Linked DNA regions of Sus scrofa: all the other regions are linked to region 2. Evidence: chromatin contacts called from public HiChIP or PLAC-seq data. All regions are on one chromosome and are shown on one strand. The core of a region is the stretch at or near the end of the contact, and the rest is flanking DNA. Distances in the headings are between cores, read along the strand shown. Region 1 overlaps LOC102162054 (a long non-coding RNA gene). Region 2 overlaps PTPA (serine/threonine-protein phosphatase 2A activator). Region 3 has its middle 170 kb from the start of NTMT1. Region 4 has its middle 120 kb from the start of IER5L.

Evidence for each region. HiChIP or PLAC-seq counts read pairs in DNA pulled down with a chosen protein or histone mark.
Region 1: an H3K27ac HiChIP or PLAC-seq map of alveolar macrophages shows a contact between it and region 2. The contact joins two enhancer-like sites. A contact is called at or near these places in 6 of 47 Hi-C or Micro-C datasets (embryonic fibroblasts, epiblast stem cells, liver and 3 more) and 2 of 2 datasets of contacts at active chromatin or transcription factors (alveolar macrophages and skeletal muscle).
Region 3: a contact with region 2 is called in an H3K27ac HiChIP or PLAC-seq map of alveolar macrophages. The contact joins two enhancer-like sites. A contact is called at or near these places in 6 of 47 Hi-C or Micro-C datasets (embryonic fibroblasts, epiblast stem cells, liver and 2 more) and 2 of 2 datasets of contacts at active chromatin or transcription factors (alveolar macrophages and skeletal muscle).
Region 4: an H3K27ac HiChIP or PLAC-seq map of alveolar macrophages shows a contact between it and region 2. The contact joins two enhancer-like sites. A contact is called at or near these places in 8 of 47 Hi-C or Micro-C datasets (embryonic fibroblasts, heart right ventricle, liver and 4 more) and 2 of 2 datasets of contacts at active chromatin or transcription factors (alveolar macrophages and skeletal muscle).

Annotation. Positions count from the first base shown.
Region 1 is chr1:269,592,796-269,597,735 of Sscrofa11.1, reverse strand. The region is part of intron 2 of LOC102162054 (a long non-coding RNA gene); the gene reads right to left. Among named protein-coding and RNA genes, the nearest start is that of IER5L, 140 kb to the right of the region's middle. Within about 2 kb of position 1,570, at least 11 of the 83 cell types and tissues checked have an H3K27ac peak or open chromatin away from gene starts, as enhancers often do. A contact at or near this core is called in alveolar macrophages and retroperitoneal adipose tissue, where this site is marked.
Region 2 is chr1:269,421,533-269,426,785 of Sscrofa11.1, reverse strand. PTPA (serine/threonine-protein phosphatase 2A activator) reads right to left here. Exons shown (of 10, transcript XM_001926077.6): 8 at 4,991-5,091; 9 at 526-633. Among named protein-coding and RNA genes, the nearest start is that of PTPA, 22 kb to the right of the region's middle. Within about 2 kb of position 2,580, at least 72 of the 83 cell types and tissues checked have an H3K27ac peak or open chromatin away from gene starts, as enhancers often do. A contact at or near this core is called in alveolar macrophages, embryonic fibroblasts, liver and 4 more, where this site is marked.
Region 3 is chr1:269,650,706-269,655,720 of Sscrofa11.1, reverse strand. No RefSeq gene overlaps it. Among named protein-coding and RNA genes, the nearest start is that of NTMT1, 170 kb to the left of the region's middle. Within about 2 kb of position 1,595, at least 75 of the 83 cell types and tissues checked have an H3K27ac peak or open chromatin away from gene starts, as enhancers often do. A contact at or near this core is called in alveolar macrophages, embryonic fibroblasts, liver and 2 more, where this site is marked.
Region 4 is chr1:269,569,569-269,574,569 of Sscrofa11.1, reverse strand. No RefSeq gene overlaps it. Among named protein-coding and RNA genes, the nearest start is that of IER5L, 120 kb to the right of the region's middle. Within about 2 kb of position 3,454, at least 29 of the 83 cell types and tissues checked have an H3K27ac peak or open chromatin away from gene starts, as enhancers often do. A contact at or near this core is called in alveolar macrophages, mesenteric adipose tissue, omental adipose tissue and 2 more, where this site is marked.

The DNA of each region.
Region 1 (4,940 bases), core at 321-2,820, 170 kb before region 2:
CCCAGCTCTCCCCCAACCACCACCGCACCCTGAGGGTGAGCAGACAAAAACAGCTTTGCAAGCACAACCTCAGCAGGCCTCTCTCAGGACTCAAGGGCTCAGCATCCTTTGCGAGGTCACTGCGTTTGGTCATTCAAGCAGGCCCGCCAAGGGGGTGCCGTTGTACCCACGGTGTGGATGAGGAAGCAAGGGCTCAGAGACCTTCAGTAATTTGCCCGAGGCCACACAGCCAGCTCAAGGCTCAACCAGCACCGTCTTGGGTTTGGCTGACTCAAAACCCACGTTTCTGACACAGACCGCCCTGCCCTGAAGAAGAAGCACAGTCACCCATGGTCATTGTCCCTTGCCTGTCAGCTTCAAGCTGTCCCCTAGAATGTCTTTGGGCAGCAGGAGAGCTCATAGAGCCTCACCAGAGGTCTGAGGAGCTGCTGATGGAAACAGCCACGGCCCTGGGCAGAGCTGCCCCCACTGTGGGCACTGCCATGCTCTCCATGTATCCGGCTCTCAGCTGGGGACCACTCTGACCCAGCCGCAGGGGACAGCTATGGTTGCCACGCTCCCTCATGGATTTGTCCCCTAAGTGCCAGAGCCCTTATGGCTCCGGGAGGCCCCCAAGCAGGGCTGCTAGGCTTCCACGAGCCCATTTTCCTTAGAACCCCCTCCCGCCCTCATGTCCGTGTTGGACCTGGTTCTGGGGCCACCACCGCCACGCTGCCCCGAGTCAGGCCAGGCTCTGGTTAGTCCTGAGCTACAGCCTCTTCCTTCCTAGAGCTGGAGGTCCTCCCTGGAGGGGGTTGATGAAACAGCCTGGGCTTGGCCCACCTGCCACATCCCAGGGAGACTTAGACAGGTGGAATCCCCCTGGGCCAAGCTGGGAGATGCTCTAAGTTACTGCTGTGGTGCAGTGGGATCAGCGGCATTTTGAGAGTGCTGGGACGCGGGTTCGATCCTGGCCCAGTACCCTAGGTTAAGGATCCCGTGTTGCTGTAGCTGAGGCTTAAGTGGCAACTGCGGCTTGGATCTGATCCCTGGGCTGAGAACTCCATATGCTGTAGACAGCCAAAAAAAAAAAAAAAAAAAAAAAAGAATCCACGTTGCTGATGGTCGATGGGGGTGAGAGACAGAACACCAAAGCAGAGAGACCCTCTCAACCTTCCACCAGCTGAAGGTACCACGGGGCAAACTGGGCCAGGTCTCAGCCTCTTGGTGTCTGGGAGGCGAGGGGATAAAACCCCTGCTCCCGGGTGTGGAGCGAGAATGGAACCCTCTTTGGAGCCGGGCAAGGCACCAGGTTGGTACCCAACCCTGCAGGATCTGCTCCCCGGAGCTGGAACCGAAGCTTCCAGTCTGGAAGCAGAGGGGCCAGGGGAGGCCCGGGCTAGGCTGTGGGTGAAGGATGCTGGGGGAGGGGGACGGAGAGGGGAGAAGAGAACCAAGAGCGACTTTCAGTCCCACTCCGGTGACTCATCTACCCCACCTTGAGCGAGAAAGGTAGAGCTTTCGTTATCATCATCATTAGAGGGGGGTGGTTCGAAATGTCTAGAAGCTGCGGAAGAGGAAGACGGCTCACGCACACGTGAACCACAGTGAGTCATCCCTGCGTGAGGAGTGTTGGTGATTTTTATCTTCTTGCTTGTAGTTTTCAGTGTTGCTTGAATTTTTTTATTCTACAAGAAGAGTGTTTTGGTGTTTTTTTTTTTTTTTTTTAACAGAAACAACAGTGATGTTACCAAAAAAAAAAAAAGAATTTTAAATCAACAAGACTAAACACTGAGTACCAAGATGCCCTTCCAAAGAGATGAAGCAGTTATGAACACCACCAAGGGAAAATGTAAGAGGCTGATGGTCCTGCAATCAGAAGGACAGAAGTACCAGACCCAGGGAGTCAAGGAAGCAAAGCTGAGTTTTAAAAACTTGCTGAAAAAAATGCTCCTGGGGAACGTGAGTGCCTTTGAGAGGAGTCAGTAGAGGAAGGATCCTTGAGGTCTCCGGCAGAGTGCTGGGATCTTGGGACCCAGGACGATTCAGCGCAGGCTGAGACTGAGGCTCAAAGGCTGCTGGCTGGGCAGCCGTGGGCAAGTGGCTGGGCTCTCTAGAACTCGGTGTTTGCGCCCTGTAAAATGGGCTTGGCACAGCACCAGTGTTGGACCGGCCTCATAGAGTCAAGCGGGGAAGCGCATCCCTTCTTCCTGCTTCCCCTCCTCCGTGTCCCCTTTGGAAACCCCTACCCCCGAGCCCAGGATGGAAAACTCACTGGTCTCCATTAGCAACTGTTCTTAAAAGCCCCTCCTGACCCTGGAGGCAGCACCTGCTGCCAGAGTGCTGTCAGATTGTTGCAGGCACCTGCCCTTTGACCAAGCGATTCCATTTTTAGGTATTTAGACCACAGAAGCACTCACGGTGGTGACAAGGGAAAACGCACAGGAAATTCATGGCATCGCTGTTTATAACAGCAGAACTTTGAAAGATGCCTAGACACCCATCGGAGGGATTGATTACATAATGGGAAGGCACCAGCCAATGAAAGAGCAAGAGGTATGACAAATACATACCTGCTCCTTCAAGGAGTGAAAAAGAGCAAGAAAGCTTCGTTCGTATTTCAAGAGGGGCAGCCGGTACCCACCTTGGTTGTCAACGTGCAGAGTAGCCCTGGTTGCTATGGTAGCCCTAGACAGGGACCTGGGGGCTTGGGTAGGAGGAGGGATGAATTCTAGCCTTAAACCCTTCTCTCTTTGCCTCAACTCACTGTGAGCATGGACCCCCTGGGGAAGCCATCTGCTGGCCTTCCTCCCACTAGGATGCTGAGTAGAATCTTCTGGTGCTCACCCATCCTCAGTTCTCTCCTCAGGACCCACCACCCTTGTGGTGGGGTGAGGCCATGGGACCAGTGCTGGCCAGTGGGTTTTTGGGGGAAGTGATGCGATGCTCTCGTCCCTGTCTCGGCGATGCCACAAGGCCCCTGGGCAGCCTGGCCCCCTGAGCTGTCACATGGAGGGCAGCTGCCCTGGAGAATCACCTGGACTCACGGGAGACTCTTGTTGTGTTGAGACACTTCAATGTGGGGCTCATTTGTTACTGCAGCACATCCTAGCCTTGCTAACTGATACAGATATGGAAAGTCACATTGTGGTTCCAGGGATGCCAGAGGCCTTGGACAGGTCCCTTGACTCCTCCGGGCCTCGATTTCCCTGTGTGTGTGGTGAGGCAAGGGGTCTTTCCTCCTCTGACCTTGGCTTGTGAGGTTCATGTTCCCAAACCCCAACAGCCTGAGTCTGCCAGTACTTAGGGCCACTGGGAGGACCACGGGAAGGGCGTTACGACATTCTCGCAGTGGCCCCAGGAGGGGGACACTGTCACTATCCCCATCTCCCCATGAGAAAACTGAGGCTCAAGAAGACGAGGTCACTTGCCCAGAAACCCCAGCATCTGTGATTCTTACCTGCTCTAATGACAACTACCATCTCATATTTTCTTTCTTTCTTTTTTTTTTTTTTTTGTCTTTTTAGGGCTACACCTGCAGCATATGGAAGTTCCCAGGCTAGGGCTTGAATCAGAGCTGCAGCTCCTGGCTTACACCACAACCACAGCCAACTCAGGATCCGAGCCGTGTCTGCGACCTACACCACAGCTCACGGCAACCCTGGATCCTTAACCCACTAAGCGAGGCCAGGGATCAAACCTGCATCCTCATGGATACTAGTCGGGTTCATTACCACTGAGCCGCCATGGAACTCCTAATATTTTTTTTCTTACAAACATGACTTGAAGGAAAGCCTACCACTGATAACTTGGGAGAACTTAGAATAAGGATTTTTAAAAATTTTACCATCTTAACCATTTTCAAGTGGAAGTACATTCATATTCTTGTGCAACACTCAGCACAGCCATCTCCAGAACTCTTTTTATCTTGCGAAACTCTGTGCCCACTTTCTCCCTCCCCCTCTCCAGGCCTTGGCACCCACCATGCTCTATAAATTTATCCAGTCTAGACACCTAATATAAGTGAAATTATACAATATGTTTTGCTTTGGCTGCAAATGAGACATATGCAAGGTTCTGGGCCGGGGATCGAACCCAAACCTAGGCAGCAGCCTAAGCCGCCGCAATCGGATCCTTAACCCACTGCACCACAGCAGGAACTCCAAAGTCATGCCTTTTGTGTCTGGCATAGTTCCCTTAGCCTAATATCCTCTGAGGTCATCCGGATCGCAGCAGGTGTCAGAATTTCCTTCCCTGTTAAGGCTGAATGATGATATGCATGTACCTCCTTTTGCGTATCTAGTCATCCGTTGATGGACCCTGGCTTGTGGCCATCCTTGGGCTGCTCCGAACAATGCTGCAGTGAACACGGGTGTACCTATATCTGTCGGAGACCCAGATTCGTTGGGGTGTACACCCAGAAGTGGAATCGCTAGCTCAGATGGTCGTTCTATTTTTAATTTTTTGAGGAGCTGCCATACTGTTTTCCACAGCGGCTGTACATGCCCATCCACCGTCCACAAGCTTCCAATTTCTCCCCGCCCTCACCCATACTTGCTATTTTCTGGATTTTGAGAGGAGCCATTCTGACGGTCACGGAGGGAATAAGGATTTTCCCAACTGCCCCTGGTCCTGCTTCCACAGGAGGAAGCAGGGGGCCGGGGTGCCGGTCCGGGTCTGGGAATATTGTAGCCGCATGTCAGAGTCCTCAGACCCCAGACAGGTGAGGGGGGCTGTGCTTCTGGGGCTGCCGTGTGACCTCTGCTGCCACGGGACAGGCAGAGGCCCCAGCCCGGCTGGCTGGGGTCCCACCTTCTCCAGAACCTCATCCTCTCGTGTTGCAATTCCTACTTCCTCAGTTCAGCAGGAACTGAGCTGGGCCTTTCCAGCCCCGGCTGACCCTGTGACCTAGTGTCCCCACCCAGGCCTGGGACACAGAGCAGAGAGGAGGCCGCAGCACC
Region 2 (5,253 bases), core at 1,331-3,830:
TCCTCCCTACCTGCCAGAGAAAAAACCACCTCCTTGGCGGGGAGGATGCCGCGGAAGATGAGCACAGAGCAAGCAGAGAAGGCGGGAGCCCCTCGCAGCAGGGCGAGCTCCGGAAAAGCAGCCTCACCCATCTGAGAGCAGGGAGGACAGGGAGCCCGACCCCCAAGACCTCCCACCCTCCCCGCGCTCAGATCCACCAGCGCTGGAGCAGCTCACTCTGGGTGAGGCCTCCGAGGATCTAACCCCTCCCCGAGCACGTCTTCGTGTGCGTGTTCCCACAGGAGACAGAGCTGAGAGGGGCCTTCAGCCACGTGACAAGTGGGAACAGAGACCCCCTGAGCAGCAGGGCCTTGCCTCAGTCACAGGGCTGAGCTGGGCCTCAATCCAGCGCTTCTGGGGACCGCCCGTCCCATAGACTGACTCTGAGGCCTCAAGCGTCAGAGGAGCTGCTCCCAGCTTCAGAGCAAAGCGGTGGGGTGGGGGGAGCAGCAGCCCAGGACCCGGAACGCAGGCAGCCCCCCTCACCTCGGCCTTGTACATGCGGATGAGACCCTGGTTGACTTTGGACCAGGACGGGACGGCACTGATGTTCCACAGCTGGTTGGAGTGCTCCGCAAAGGGGCCCGTCTTCATCTGGAAAAGAGAGCCCACAAGCTGGAGGGGTGGGCCTCCTGGGAGCCAGCCCCGGCTCCTTGACACACACACACACACACACACGCACACACACGCACGCACGCACGCACGCACACGCACGCACACATGCAAGATGCAAGCCCACGCATACACACGTACGCAAACACACATGGATACACACACGGATGAGCACACACTCACTCCTGGGGCCCAGGCTGCAGCATCTGCCTATGGGATGCGCACGCACATACACAGACATGCACCAGAGACACACACACAGACACGAACCAGAGACGGTCCCTCTGGCCTGCCACAGGCAGGGCTGGAAGAGCCAAGGGAGGGTGGGCTTGGGGGACGGCCCAGACCAAACCCAGGCCTCTGACTGCCCTCTGTGTGGCAGGGAGGGAGGAAGGAAGGGGGGCAGAGGTGGGCCAGAGGGCACCTGCTACAGATTCGGGAGGAAGGTCTGTATAGGGAGCCAGCCTAACCTGGCAGGAGAGCGGGGAGGGGACAGCAAGGGACAGGCGAGAGCAAAGATAGGTCCATTCCTGGCCCCTCCTCTCGGAAGAGAGACATTCTGCAGCGAGCCCAGTGGGTCCCCACGACATGAGAAAACCGCCGCTGAGACGGGGAACCCTCGGGGAATCCTCGGACAGCTCAAGGCCAGCACATCTGCTTTCACCAACCACAGCTCAAAGTCCCTCTCAACACCGCCCCACCCCGGCTGATAGGCAGCACTGAGGCTGGGGGCACGGGCTCAGCACCCTGAGCCCCAGGCTTCAGAAGAGAGAGTCCGAAAAGCAAAGAGGCCAAGCTGGCAAGAAAGCAGACTTGGACCTCGAGCAGGTGGAAGGTTCCAGAAGAGGCTGTGGGTGGAGGCAGGGCTGGGGAGAACTCTTTCAGGGAGAAAGGATGGGTCCCACACCGGCTCTCCAGGAGCTCAGGAGCACAAACGCCCCCCACCCTTCGGCTGCGGGCTGGCCTGCTAACCACTCCCGCAAGCCTCTCCCTTCTCCAGTAAAGGCAACTCTAAACAAAACTGTAAGATCCAAGTCAAGAGAGTTGCCGTTTTACCCTTGTCATCTCCCTCCCCTGGTCCAAGATCCCCAAAAGCCTGTCGCAACCCCCAAGCAGCTCAGTAGCAAAAACAAGCACTCCTTCCTCCAGCAGTGAGGCCACAGCTCTAGGCCCCCACGGGGCTTCTCCTGGGCCAGTCGGTCCCTTCACCCAGCATCTTTTCCCTCCTCTCTCTAAGGCTCCCTCCTCCAGGAAGGCAGCCAGGAGCCCCCAGCCCGTAGGGGCTTGGCCTTCTCAGGAGCTTTGTTCCCAAGGTCCCACTCGGTCAGGCTCCACCCCCCCCCGCCCCTTCCCGAGGCTCCAGCCCCATCTCGCACTCGCACACATCCGGGCCGCAGCCCTGAGAAGCTCAGGGGTCACTGGAGCTGTGGAACCAGTTTCACTCTGGACGGGGCCCTGTGTGCAAACCACCCAGGAGGCGTGCTGCCGGCTCTGTCGCAGCCGCAGCTCCAAGGCCTGTTCAGCAAGGGCTCCGAGGCCAAGGCCGGCCGAGGGACAGGCGGAAACCCGAGGTTCTGCTTGCTGGGCCAGCCTCGCCCACTAGGGGCACGGAGTGGGGAGCCTGCTGGCAGAGCCAGGGGAGGCCCGAGCTCCGGAGCCCCCCCATGGCCCCGGCCCCCTCCCTCCATGGCCAGAGCTGCTATTTCTCTCGAGGGACCCCCCCCCGCCGCCCCACCCCACTGCCGGCCTTCACGTCCCAAGGTCTCCCCCCAGTCCTTCAGAAGGAGCCTCTGCAACTCTGGAAAGGAAAACAGATGAGGGGGAAAAGGAATTGGGGTCGAGAAGACAAAAAAAATTAGCTCATTCTAGCCACAAAGGGAGAAGAGAAAGAGCGAGAACGAGCAAGCAAGCTGCAGTCCCGCAGTGACCCCAGGGGACTCGAGTGAGTCAGAGCAGCCATATTGAGCAGGAAATTACTCACAGACGCTGCGTTCCTGCCTCTCCACTCCCAGGAGAATCGGCCTTTTGTAAATGGTTCCTCTGTCAGTAACTGAGGGGGGATGGGACGGGGGGAGGCTCTACACAGCGCCTTCCTGTCAGCTCCTTCCCTTCCAGCTGAAATCTGATCCCTCCCTTCCCAAAACTCCAAATTTAGAAGCCAGATTGAAACTGAAATTCTTTTCCTGCCGGCCCTGGGCTCTTAAAGGCGCCAGGGCTGCATTTCCTGAGGCGGCAGAAGCCCTGCAAGGTGAGGTCCCTCGTGCGGGATGCTCAGGGCCACCGGGGCAGGTCCCAGGCTGGTTTCATTTCCAACTTTTTGTGGGTTTAACCCCCCAGCTGCACCAGCCCTAGTGATCCCTGGGTCTCCAGAGGCAACACTGCCCCCTGCCAGACCGGAGCGCACACAGCTCCGCGCAGGCCGCCAGCCAGGCCTCCTGAGTCCCAGCACCGGGCCTCGGGCCTCCCTCACCACCAACTAGAGCAACTGCAAAAAGCCTGGTCTGGGTAGTGAGGCCCAGACTCTGGAAAACTAGCATCATGGGTGCTGCCGTCAGGAACCACGCCAGCCGGCTCGAGGCTGGCCAGGTGGGTGAGAGGGGGCCCCCCGCCAGTCACCGCAGCTCAGCTCTGGGGGACTCCCTGCGAGCGCCCAATGTTTACCACCATGCCCAGGCACCAAGACCCAAAGTGCAAACCAGGCCTTGCAGAGAGGGTGCGGAACAACCAAGAACTCCAGGGCCTGCCGGCCTCCTCCCAGGTCAGGCCTCTCCATCAAGGGCTCCTACAACCTCCTCCCAGTTCGATGTGTCTTTAGCGCCACCTAGTGGCCACTGTGGGATTTCCTCTAGCAGAGGAACCGAAACCTAAACTTCCGGAAGGCTTTTGGGTTTTTAAACCAGCACGACGCAGCAAACAAAAATACAGAGTTTTAACCTGGAGTCAATTCCCATCCTCCCTGACCTCCGGCCTGCCCTTTCTCCTTGTGAGTCACTGACAGGGACCCAAGGGCTTGGCCAGCCACCAGGCGGAGCCAAAACACTCAGCCTCCCACCCCCAGCAAAGCCACCCCAGCTCCCCACCCTGCTCCGCGGGGTCTCCCTGGCTCCGCAGACCCTCCCATTCCCCTCTGGAGAGAGCAGCATGTGACTGGCTCTCAAGGCAGTGAGCCAGGCTGCCCCGGAGTCCTTCTGACCTTGGGCTGCTACAGTGCTGAAGGCAGCAGATCTCAGAATGAAGCGGTGGCCGCCCAGCCGTCAGGATGGGCTTCATTTGCTGACTTAGAAAAACATGTCATTCCCCTCTGGCCTCTGGAGTGTGGCGGAGGCCTGAGCCGAATGCTGACCAGGAGAGCCTGGAGCTACGGCTGCTTAACCAGGGAGCGCTCCCTCTTCAGGGGGCTCAGAATGGGCAGCCAAGAGAGCCGCCCCCACAGGCAGGGGTCTGCAAGTGTGCCAGGGACAGCACTGGGGCCAGCAGGACTGTGTGGGGGAGAACGGGAGCAAGACCCTCTCCAGGCGGCAGTCGTGGCACCCTTAGGAAGGTGGGGGAGGGCACCAGGCAGGGAGGATGAGAGGTCTTGCCACTTCCCAAAAGACAGGCCCAGGGAGCAGTGGGTCCCGACTTCCGCGCAGTCACCTGGTATGTGTGCTCAAATTCAGGTTCCTAGCTCTCACCCCCCAAGATTCTGATTCAGAAAGCTGAGGTGGGGCCCAAGAACACGCATTTTAACAAGCTGCCCAGGTGACCCTGAGGAAGCAGCCCAAGGCTGCACTGTGGGAGACCCACTTTAGCAGGACAACAGCACCCGGTTAACCACCCCTGCTGGGTAGGCTGGGGGTCCGGGCTGCTCACTTTCACTTCCAGGATTTCACTTGGCCCCTGTCCTCAGGATCTAAGAGAAGTTTGTCCCGTCCGCAGAAATCGTTCTGGTATTCGCTCCCGCCTCTCTGACTCCTGCAACGGTTCCATCCCACACATCCACACACACGCAGCTCCACACACCTTGTGGGCCCCATCTGCAAGATGCTGCCACCCTCCCACCCCCAGCAATACCCACCCACCCACCCTTCAGACCTGCAGCCTCGGTCACCACGTCCAGTTAAGGACCAAGTCTCACCCCGTCAGCTCCAGTGGAAAGCCCAGACCACTGAGGTGGGGGAAGAGAGCCTGGACAGTCGGAGGTGGCTGAACCCTTCAGAGAAGCCGGGCCGGGCTTCCTTCTCAATAACCCCTTGCTGGGGCCAGCCCTGCCTCCGTCAGACAGCAGCTCCAGCTCCTCTGTCCAGAACACAGCCCGAGTTCATTTCAGCCTGGAGGCTGCCGGGGTCTCCCCGCTCACCTCCGTGATAAACAGGATACACTCCAGGAACATGTAGTCCTCGTGGTTCTCATTCACCGCCTTCTCGTCCACGAAGTGCCTGGGCTCCAGATGCGGGTGGTCTAGAAACAGCAAAGAGCCCCAGGGTTCAGAACCAGGTACTCGCACCCCCAGGGCACCACGGACAGCGCTGCCTGCACCCGCCCCAGGGCCACGCCCGGCCATGGGCCCCAACACTTAACCTTGCCTCCTTCCAGCCATGTGACTCGGTTTCTTCATCTGCA
Region 3 (5,015 bases), core at 346-2,845, 230 kb before region 2:
TCGCAAATGCTCCCCTGTCTTTCTTTCCTCCTCCAAGAAGAAGAGGGATAAATACCATGCCAACTGCCATGGTGGACCCAAAGTCTTCTGATGATCCCTCAAGCTTCCCCTTCAGGGCTGCCACCCCCACCCCTGCCATGTGTCAAAAGGGGGAGGGAGGAGGAAGGACCTGCATCGCCGGAGCCCCTCCCACTTTCCATAGCTCTGTCCATCCCTCAGCCTCCACAAGGCCACACTGGGGAATGAGACTGGCTGGTGGGGAGGAGAGTTGAAGCAGCAGTCCCCCTTCTAAGCGCGCATGCTCCCTATATCCCCATCTGGTCAGCCTGGATGCTGAAAATCTAAGTCCGCCCCATACAAAAAACAAAAGCTTCTCGTTTCCATTATAGAAAACCCCAGAGACCTGGGCTGCTTCGCTTGCCTTCTCCCTCGGCCAACGTGGCCAAGGCACCGGCTGGGGGCAACGAGAGCTGTCTCGGCCAAGGGAGAAAGGTCCAAGTCCTTGGCCTGGGCCCTCGCTGCGGCCACACGCTGGGGAGCAGCCCAGAGAGCCTGGCGCCCGCGGAAGCCCCCCTGCCTGCCAGGAGCCGAGCCAGATGGGGAGGCTTTGGCTCCTGGCTTCCGCCCCAGTATGCAGGCCCTCTGACCTGTCCCCCTGGGACCTCGTGGCCTGTCCATCCGAGGTGACCCTTCCCCACAGAAGCCCAGACCTCTGACCCTTATTAAAAACAAACAAAATCTGGAGAGAAAAAATATCCTGCACAAACAGTCTCAGAGACCATCTCACGTCCCCTCCCTCCCCCAACACACACACACACACACACACACACACACACCCAGCCTCAGACGTGCAAGGCTGCGGCCAGTCTTTCACATAAACAAGTTGTTGCGGAGTGGCTTTTGTTTATGAAACATTTAGGTTTTCCCTTAACTTTTTTTGGCGGGGTGGGGGGCCCGAAGGGTGCGGGGAGTGGATTGTTTCATAGTTTTCTGGTGAACAGGGAGTGGAGAGGGAGCCCTGGGTTTGGCAGGATTTCATTTCTCCCTCTGTGCTGTCTGCCGGTCAGAATCTGGGGAAGGTGATGCGAGGGGAAAGGGACCAGACAACACAAGAGGGGGTGGGGGGACCTCTGCGCATCACCTGGAAGAAGGCCCCCCCTCCCACCCCAAAGGGGAGGCCAAGCTCAGAATGGGCTTCGGGCGGCCAAGGTCAGCCCCGGGGCCTGGTTAGACCGTCCCAGGCCGGGCCTTCAGGAGAGCAGAGCCGGCCTCCCGCGTTCCCTCGGCGTCTCGGACGCGACCCAGTGCCTGGCGCTCGGAAAACCTTTGGGATCGGGGCAGATATATCCCTGCCCCCTCGCTCCACGCCTTAGACGCCAGGAAACCGAAGAAGCCGCCAGGAACAAAGGCGGGGCTGCTTTACAAAGGCAAATAACAAACACGTTTACTTTTTTTTTTTTTCCACGTAAGCGGGTGGCCAGGCAACTTTGGGGTCCAGGCGGCGCCGGGGCTGTAAGAATTGCCCCCGCGTCCGCCGCGCCGGGCCGGCCCAGGGCGCATGCGCGGGCCGGGGCGCAGGAGGCCGCGGCCGCCCGCGCAGCCTCGCTCGGGCCGGTCTCCGTGGCAACGGGCTCGCGGGGGGAGGGGCCGGGCGCGCGGGCCGCGGCGGCTGCTATTTCTGCCGCTTCCTGTTCCTCGCGGCCACGTCGCCATGGCAACGGTGTTACTCACCGCGGCCGCTTCCCGGCTCGGCTGGCGCGCGTGACCCCGGCCTCCCGCGCCCCCTCGTCTCTCACTTGCTGTGCTCTCGCTCTCCCCCCCGGCGTCCTCCTCCTCCGGCACCGGGCCCCCTCCCGCGCGCCCCGGTGCCCCCGCTTTCCCCTCCTTCCCGGCCCGCCCTGCCGGTGCCCGCGGCCCGGGAGGGAGGGAGGGAGATTGATGGGGGACGCTTATTAAAAAACATTGTAACCGTTTCCGTTTTTATTACGTTGACAAGGGAGCGTTATTTACTGTTATTGTTTGCCGAGCCGGCCTCGCCGGAGCGCGGGCGGCCTCCCGGGAGCTCACCTTTTGGGCGGTCCTGGGAAGTCGCGGGTGGGAGCGGGAGGCGAGGGCTGGGCCAAGCCCGGGGGGTGGGGGGGCGAGGCCCTCCAGGCCGCTGGGTTCGCTCCTCGCCCAGTTCCCCCGCGGGGAGCCCGGCCGACCCCCTCGCTGGGAGTGTTTGCGCGAGGAGAGACCGCAGAGGCCCGGTGACTCGTGTTGAAGGAGAAAGGCAACAAAAAAAAGGAACAGATGACTTCATTCTCGGGAAGGCTCCGTCCTACGTGGACCAATTTCCTGGGGACTGTGGTGGAACAGCCCCGCTGCTGCTGCTGGAAGCACCAGAAACTAAACCACATAAAGACCAGAAAATTCTCAGCCTTGCCTGAACCGAGCAAGGACAGGCTGGTGGCGCGTGAGCCCTGGGTGTGAAAGGAGGAGGGTCGAATTTCTGCACCCGCGTTGGGGCTTGGCTTCTGACAAACCTCCCCACCTGGACTCCTGACCCCTGAGAGGGTAAGCACCTGCCCCAAGGTCACACAGCCAGTTTGCATCCGCTCAAACATCTGCAGAGACAAAAGCAGTAGAGGCCAGGGAACGGAGCCAGTGGTTGGACTCGCGGCCTTGGAAGAGGGAGAGGCTCAGCTGGAGGCCCGGCGAGGGGAGATTAACTCGGCAGGTATAAACCCTGGCTGGTCGGACGCCTGCTTATCCCAGCGGAGCCCTCAACTGGAGGGTTTGCAGCGGGTGTGTCCGCGGGGATCAGAGGGACCTGAAGGACGCCCCACCTTCGAGCCTCTGCTGGGATGCCAATCTCATCCTGCAAATTCAAGTTTGCAGTTCCGTCCCTAACTTAACTCCATCTTTAGCCAAAATGCAAACAGTTGTGCTCTGGACAGAGAAGCAGAGGAAAAAGCCAGAGGAAAAAGGCCCGAGTTCACACTCTAAAAAGGACCTTTAAAAAATATTTCTGCTATAAACAAACGACTTCTAACGACCAGACCAGGTTTTGGAAACTGAGCTTTCAGTGACTCTTCGTAGCCTGCTTTTTAATTTTGTGTGTGTGTGTCCCCTTCCAAGGGCAAGAGCCTCTGGTCACTGTGGCCTCTCCCAGTCTCTTGGCTTTAGATGATCAACAAGAGCTTTCGCTGCCTCTGCGGGGTCTCCGGAGTCTGCTGAAAGGGCCACTTCCCAGCTAAGGTCTTGGGGTCTGGGTGTGGCAGCAGGATCTTTTGCTCTGTTTGCAGCACCCAGGCAGAGCTCTCAGCTTTGGAGCCCTCTCTGAATGTATGGACCAAAATCTTGGGCTCCAAGAGGAGACCCCCCCCCCCCCGCCACACACACACACACCGCACCTTCACCCAGCTTGCTGCCAGCCCCATGATACGGGGAGTCAGTAGAAGAAGTGGGAAACCAGCCCCCCACCCCCGGGGCTAGCCTTCCAAGCAAACCTATCTCTGGGAGCGGGTAGCAGATTCCAAGAACTGAGCTGGTGTGAGAGTCATGCTCCTGGGGCAGTGTCCGAATAGGACCTGGTTGACAGGTGACACCCAGCATCATGGAATTTCAGAGCGGGGAGGACCTTGGAGATTATTAGACCACAGTCTGGCTGCTCTGTTTTACAGATGGGCAAACTGAGGCCCAGAGAGGGGAAGTGACCTGCCTGGCATCTGCCACTCGTTAGATCCAGGCGCCTTCCTTCCATCTGGATGCTCACTGCCCCACCTTGATTCTCCTCGGGAATCATCTGGCTGATTAGAAAGGGGTCAGGGTGGGACAGGATAGCTATGGTGAGACAACAGGAGGGGCCAATGTCAGGCTGCCTGGGTTTGAAGAGAGACCTTGGACAAGCAGATGCTTCTCTCTGGGCCTCAATTTCCTTATGTGTTAAATGGGGATAAGTACTCACCCTAAGTCTGTGTCTGAAGGAATAAAGGAGATGGTACAGGAAGAGCACCTGGGCTCAGGCCTGGTCCAGACTGGTACTTAACTGATGCTGGCTGCGATGCTGATGGTGGTGGTGACACTGGTGTTTGTAGTGGGCAGAATGGTGCCCCCTGCCCCCCAAGATCTGTCTGCCTCCAATCCCTGGAAACCATGAATGTGCCCTTATTTGAAGGGTCTTTGTAGATGTTGAGGATATTGAGATGAGGTCATCCTGGGTTACCCAGATGGGGCCTCAGTGTCATCCGAAGTCTAAGGCAGGGACGCAAGAGGAGAAGGCCGTATGCAGGCTGAGGCAGAGATGGGAGTGATGCAGCCTCAAGCCAAGGGACACCTGGAGTGGCCAGAAACTGGGAGAGCCAAGGAGGGATTCCTCCCAGTGTCTTGGGAGGGAACACAGCCCTGCTGACACCTTGATTTTGACCTTCCAGCCTCCAGAACTCTGAGATGAGATTTTTTTTTTTTTCTTTTCCTTTTCGGCTGCCCCATGGCATATGGAGTTCCTGGGCCAGGAATCCGATTCGAGCTGCACTTGTGACCTACACCGCAGTTGCACCACACCAGATCCTTCAACCCACTGTGCCAGGCCGGGCCTTGAACCTGCGTCCTGCAGCTACAGAGACGCACCACCAATTCCGCGTTGTACCACAGCGGGAACTCCAGGAATAATCTTGTTTTAAGGCCCAGGTTTGTGGTAATTGGTTATGCAGCCACAGGAAACTAAGACAGAGGGGATGCTAGCTCTGATGCCGCAGGGATGGTAATGGCAGTGACCCTGGCAGTGATAATGGCAGTGATGGTGATGCTTAGAGCGGCTGCCTGAAGAAGTATCACCAGCTGGGTGCCAGCCGAGGAACCACTCTAGGCCTCTCCTTTGGCTTCTGGTAGCTCGGGCAGCCCTTGGCTTCTAGATGGTTCGCTGCAACCCTCCACGCCTGTCTTCTCTCTTCACCTCGTCTTCCCTCTGTGTGTATCTGTCTCTGTGTCGACATGTTTCCTTTTTATAAGGACACCAGTCCTATTGGATTAGG
Region 4 (5,001 bases), core at 2,205-4,704, 150 kb before region 2:
CAAGGGAGCTGTTGGGATTTGTTGGGGTTCAAGCCCCAGGGCTGCTATTTCAGCGCCCTGAGGATGAGCGAATGCCCCTATCCCTTTGGGTCCCAGCATCCCCACCTGGAAAATGGGCCCCAGGCCACCCCCACCTCCCAGACCCACATGGGAAGTGAAGTCACCCTTATGGGTGCTCCTCATGGCCAGGCCCCTCCAGGGCCAGCGCGCTTGCGAGCAGGTATTATTAGCGTCTCCGTTTTGCAGGTGGGGAAACTGAGGTTCATGTGACTCGTAATTGGCAGAACTGGGACCAGAACCCGTCCCCCGTCCCCGTCCCCCCCCCCCTTTGGCTTCCTTTTCTCTGACACCACAGATGGCGTGCTGCGAAAAAAGAGAGAGGAGAGCGGGGAGAAGGGAATTAGGAGACGGAGCGAGATGGAGGGAGGCGGCAGCACCGTAATCAATTACTTGGGCTATAAATTTCTGCTGTTTTGCAAAGTGAGCACACAACCTCGGAGAGGCAGCGCTCCCTGGTCTGCTCGGGAAAAACCAAACAGCCAGGCCCACGGCAGATGCTCGGGTGGTGGGAGACGCAGAGGGAGAGGGGCGAGCTCCAGGGTGGGGTCAAGGGCAGTCAGTATGGCTGGGTGGGGGCGAGGCTGGATGGGGAGCAGCCCCACTCTCCCAGCGGAGCCAAGGAGGACGAGCTTGGGAGCTGCCCAGAGCCCCCTTGGGAAGGGACTCCACTTCCTCTTCTCTTCCCAGCAGCTTCCTCTCCCTTCACTGCTGCAGTGGGAGAATCAGTCCTGGGCGGCCAGGTGGTCACTGCCTTTGCAGCTGCTCCCAGGGGCTGCTGGGAAGGGGGCTCGTGAACTTCAACTTTGACTTCGTCTGTGACATGGGGATGGGGCACCATTCCTCTCTTCGTCGTCTGATGGACCAGCAAGATCTAGGGTATAAAAGGCCCAGCCTGGGGCCTGGCGCACATGTACTGCGAGTCGAGTTAATGTTGCTATAACATTATTCATATGAAGACAAGTGCAGGCTAAAGGTAGTTTGGAGACCAATTATAGTATTAAAGAGGTGGGGGCCGGGCCTCCCTTGGAGGCACAGTGCTGGGGAGGGCGGCCCCCAGTGGAAGGATCATGACCTTGGACCTGTGTCCATCTCCCAGCAGGTAGGGCTGGGTGAGGGCAGGTGGGGATGGGTGGGGGCAGGGATCGGGGTGCACCTTGCACTTAGGAAATGGGACCAGAGCGAGGTGGCCCAGGCCCAGACTCCTGACCTCCAGCTTCCTGGAGCCTGGCTACAGCCCACTTAGGGAATGAGCCCCAGGCCAGGGCCAGCTTCTCCCTCTGGAACCAGGTGCTCCAGGAAAATGGGATTCCAGCCCGACCCTCTCAGGGTGAAATGGCAAGACCACAGCATTTCAGGAGCCCCCCTACATGCTCATCTTCTCACAGTCCCAAGGAAGTTCTGCAGTGAACCATCCCCAGGCTCTGCTCTCAAGGAGCTTTGGGGGACCCCAAAAACTAGATACAGTGGGCACTGCACACTGGTCTCTGGACCCCAGACCCCGGCCAAAGGAATGGGAGGCCAGAGGCTGGAAGAGGGAAACCACAGGCTATAGACATCGTGAAATGAGGGAACGCCAGGTAGAGGGGCCCAAGGGCGGCGGGGGGGGGGGGGGGGCAAGGCCAAGATGGGCGGTAAATCTGGACCCCAGAGAAGATGCCTGGTGCTCCGGTGGGGACCAAGCACAGGGCTCGCAGCACACACTCTCCAGCCTCAGGGATGCCAGGCTGAAGGCAGTGGAGGTGCTCCCTCCTTTAAAGGAGACCTAAGATGGAGTCAGAGCAGCTCCCCCGGATGGAGGTAGTAAACAATGCTGTATTAGTCAGGATGGGCTCACGGATACAACCAACCCCCAACCCCCCAAAAAGCTTGCTTTCTTATTCACGTCACTACTGAGGGCTGGAGGAGGGGCGGGTGGGAGTCCTGCTCCACGCAGTAACTCAGGGGCCCAGCTTCCCTCATCTTGTAGTTCGTCATCTTCGAAGGCCTTTTCCTCCCCTGTGACAGTCTTGAGGAAGGGTGACGAGAGAGTGGGGAAGATGACATAGAAGGAATTTCATGCTCGTAAAAGGGGTGGGGGAGAGGCCAGCCCTCGGCTCACTTTCCATTAACCAGCGCTCTGGCATGTGGCCACGCCCCCACTGCAAGGGAGGCTGGGAAATGTAGTCCAGCTGTGTGCCCAAGAGGAAAATCATGAACCAGAGAGTCTGGCAAAGCATAGCGGTCCTTACCACAGAGGCCATTCTCTTTAGGTGGAGGAGCTGTTGCTCACAGAGCACCCTGTGTAGGGCCCAGCCCCTGCCTTGTGTGCCAGAGCTGGCTATTTGTCCTGTAAGTGCGGAGGCTGCTGGCCTGAAGGTTAGGACAGGCGTTGGAAACCTATTCCTAGTCCCTCCCGAAACTGTACATTAAAGTGTGTGTGTGTGTGTGTGTGTGTGTGTGTGTGAGAGAGAGAGAGAGAGAGAGAGAGAGAGCGAGAGAAAGGAATAGAGAGATATTTTGTGGTCTAAGAAGAACATCCAAAGCTTTCACCAGATTCTCAAAAATTTGCGCATAACAGTTTCAAAAGAAACGGACCATCACCTATGAAGGCAGCAGCTTAACTGCGAAGTTGACGGTACTTGGGACTTAGCAAGGCCTGGATACAGGGTACATTGGTCCTTACGGCCCCACTGCGCAGGAGGAGGTAGAGCCAAGGCTTCTGCAGCTACCATCTCTCCTCTCCCACTAAACACACCCCAGAGACCCCAGGGTCAAGACGGAGAAGGCCTCAATTGATTCTTGACAGTGGATGCACCCATTCCCGTCGGCTGCAATGGCCAAGGTGGCCACAGGCTCAGGGACGTCAGCCCTGGAGGCCAGCTGAGATGCGCAGGTAGAGAAACGGAGGTCGGAGGGGGACCATCCCGCGCAGGGTCGCACAGCGAGGGAGGACAGAGCCGGGACTGACCTTCAGATCCAGTCAGTCGGGTGTCTGGGCTTATAAGCAACAGAAGTGGACTCTGTTTGCCTTGATCCGAAAAAGGCTCCATCTCCAGACCGGGGGGGGGGGGGGTTCAGAATGTAAGGGAACACAGGGGATGCAGACGGGCCCCAGCGAGGATGCAGCCAGGCCCTCCTGGAGAGCAGGGGACACTCAGCGACCTCCCTTGGGGCTGGCCGTCAGGACGAGGACTGAGGGACCCAAGCTCAGGGAAGGCGGGCTGCTGACCCATCCCTTGGCACGGAAGCTCGGAGCATCTGGACCGGCAGCCCAGTCCCCGGATTGCACACACAGGGGGGAGTTCCCCATGAGGCAACTGGAGGACTTTCGCCAGAAAGAGACAGGGTGAGGGTGCCGGGCGGCCAAAACAGCAGATGTCCGCTCTGGCCTCCTGCTCCAGGGTTGTGCAATCGAAACAAAACAAGCACGAGGCTGGTTTCCTGCAGCCCAGAGCTGCAGCCTCACCAGGGAATCCGACCCAGAGGAGGCCCGGAAAACAGAGGCACAGGGCAGATGGGTGTTCCGGGCTCTGACACGTCCCCCAGGAGATGGGCAGCTTCCTGAGGGCAGTGGGCAGGCTGGCGGTTCCACACCAGGCTGGGCTCCCTGGGGGCTTGCCCAGGCTGGTTAAGGGAGCTTTTCACAACAAAGGATGCAAGGCTGGAGGAGGAACTGGGCTGGGGGTTGAGGATTCCAGCTGAAGTCATCGCAGGAGAGCAGGGAGCACTGCCCAGCTCTGGGGGCAGCTCATCTGAGAGCGATGCTCAAGCTGGAAGGAGCAAGAAACCACTGACAGAGAGGGGATGAGGTGCTGCGATGCTGGAGAGGCTACAGTCCCCAGTTCTCCAATCTAATCTCAGGGTCACTCTGCAGGCGCCCCATAGATGTGATTGCAGTCCATAATCGGTTGACTTTTGAGAGACATTGGCCTAGATTTTCGGGGAGGGCCTGATTCCATCATTGGAAAGGCTCTAAGTGCAAAGCAGAGGCCTCCTCGATGGGGAAGCTATTCCACCCACACACAGCGGCGTCAGCCCAGGGCCCAGAGGTCCAGCCTGCCCTTCAGAGTTCGGGCTTGTCTAGCCAGCTCCACCATTGCATAACCAATTCCTTGCAATAGATTCCTTCACATAGATCTCCTGCTGCTTCTGTTTTCCCTGGTTGAAGACTGAGTGAGGCAGATGGGGAGGGAGGCTGCAGGGGTGCTCCAGGAGGCTGCTGGCCTCGCTCTGGGTAGAGGTACCCACGTCCTTACAGATGAGAGCTAACTGGGTCACGTCCCTTAACACAGCCAGGGACCAAGGACAGCGCCCCTGGGTGTCAGTTCTCAGAAAGGTGAGCCTGGCATCCTGTCCTCCTGTCGCTTGTCATCCCCCCACTCCAGCCCCACCTGCCACCCCCTGAGCTGGGGGCTGCAGAGCTGCATTTTTGGGACTTTGGGAACCACAGGGGCAGGGAGGTTGCCCTAGCCTCTGGGACAAATAGGGAGACAGAGGCCCAGACTCACTCACCTGTCTGGGGGCGGGTCCTGAGCTCTTTGTATCCTTACCTCTCTCAAGGCTGTCCCTCCCAGCCCACCCCACGGGTGCCACTGGTGTGGACAGAAGCTGGCCACCTGCTCACCGTGGTGCCAGGGCTGTCCTGGCAGAAGGATTGCTGTTGAGGGTCTGCCCAGAGAGCAGAAACCAGCCCGGGTCCAGCTGATGGTGCTGAGGGGAGGGCAGGGCCCCAGTGGGGAAGAGGCCCCATCACTGTCAGCCTCTGTCCCCCAAGGCAGGGGTCTCTGGACACTTCAGGCCCCCAAGAGCTCTCCCCAACCTGTCAGTGGAGGCCACAGGTGGAGGGGTCCAAAACCGCCACCCCGCCTTCAAGGAGCCTCAGCCACATCATCAGAGCAGGTGCAGTGGGAACAAGACTCTTCCAAGCATCCTCTCCCCTTCAACAAGCAGGGGGCAGGGGAG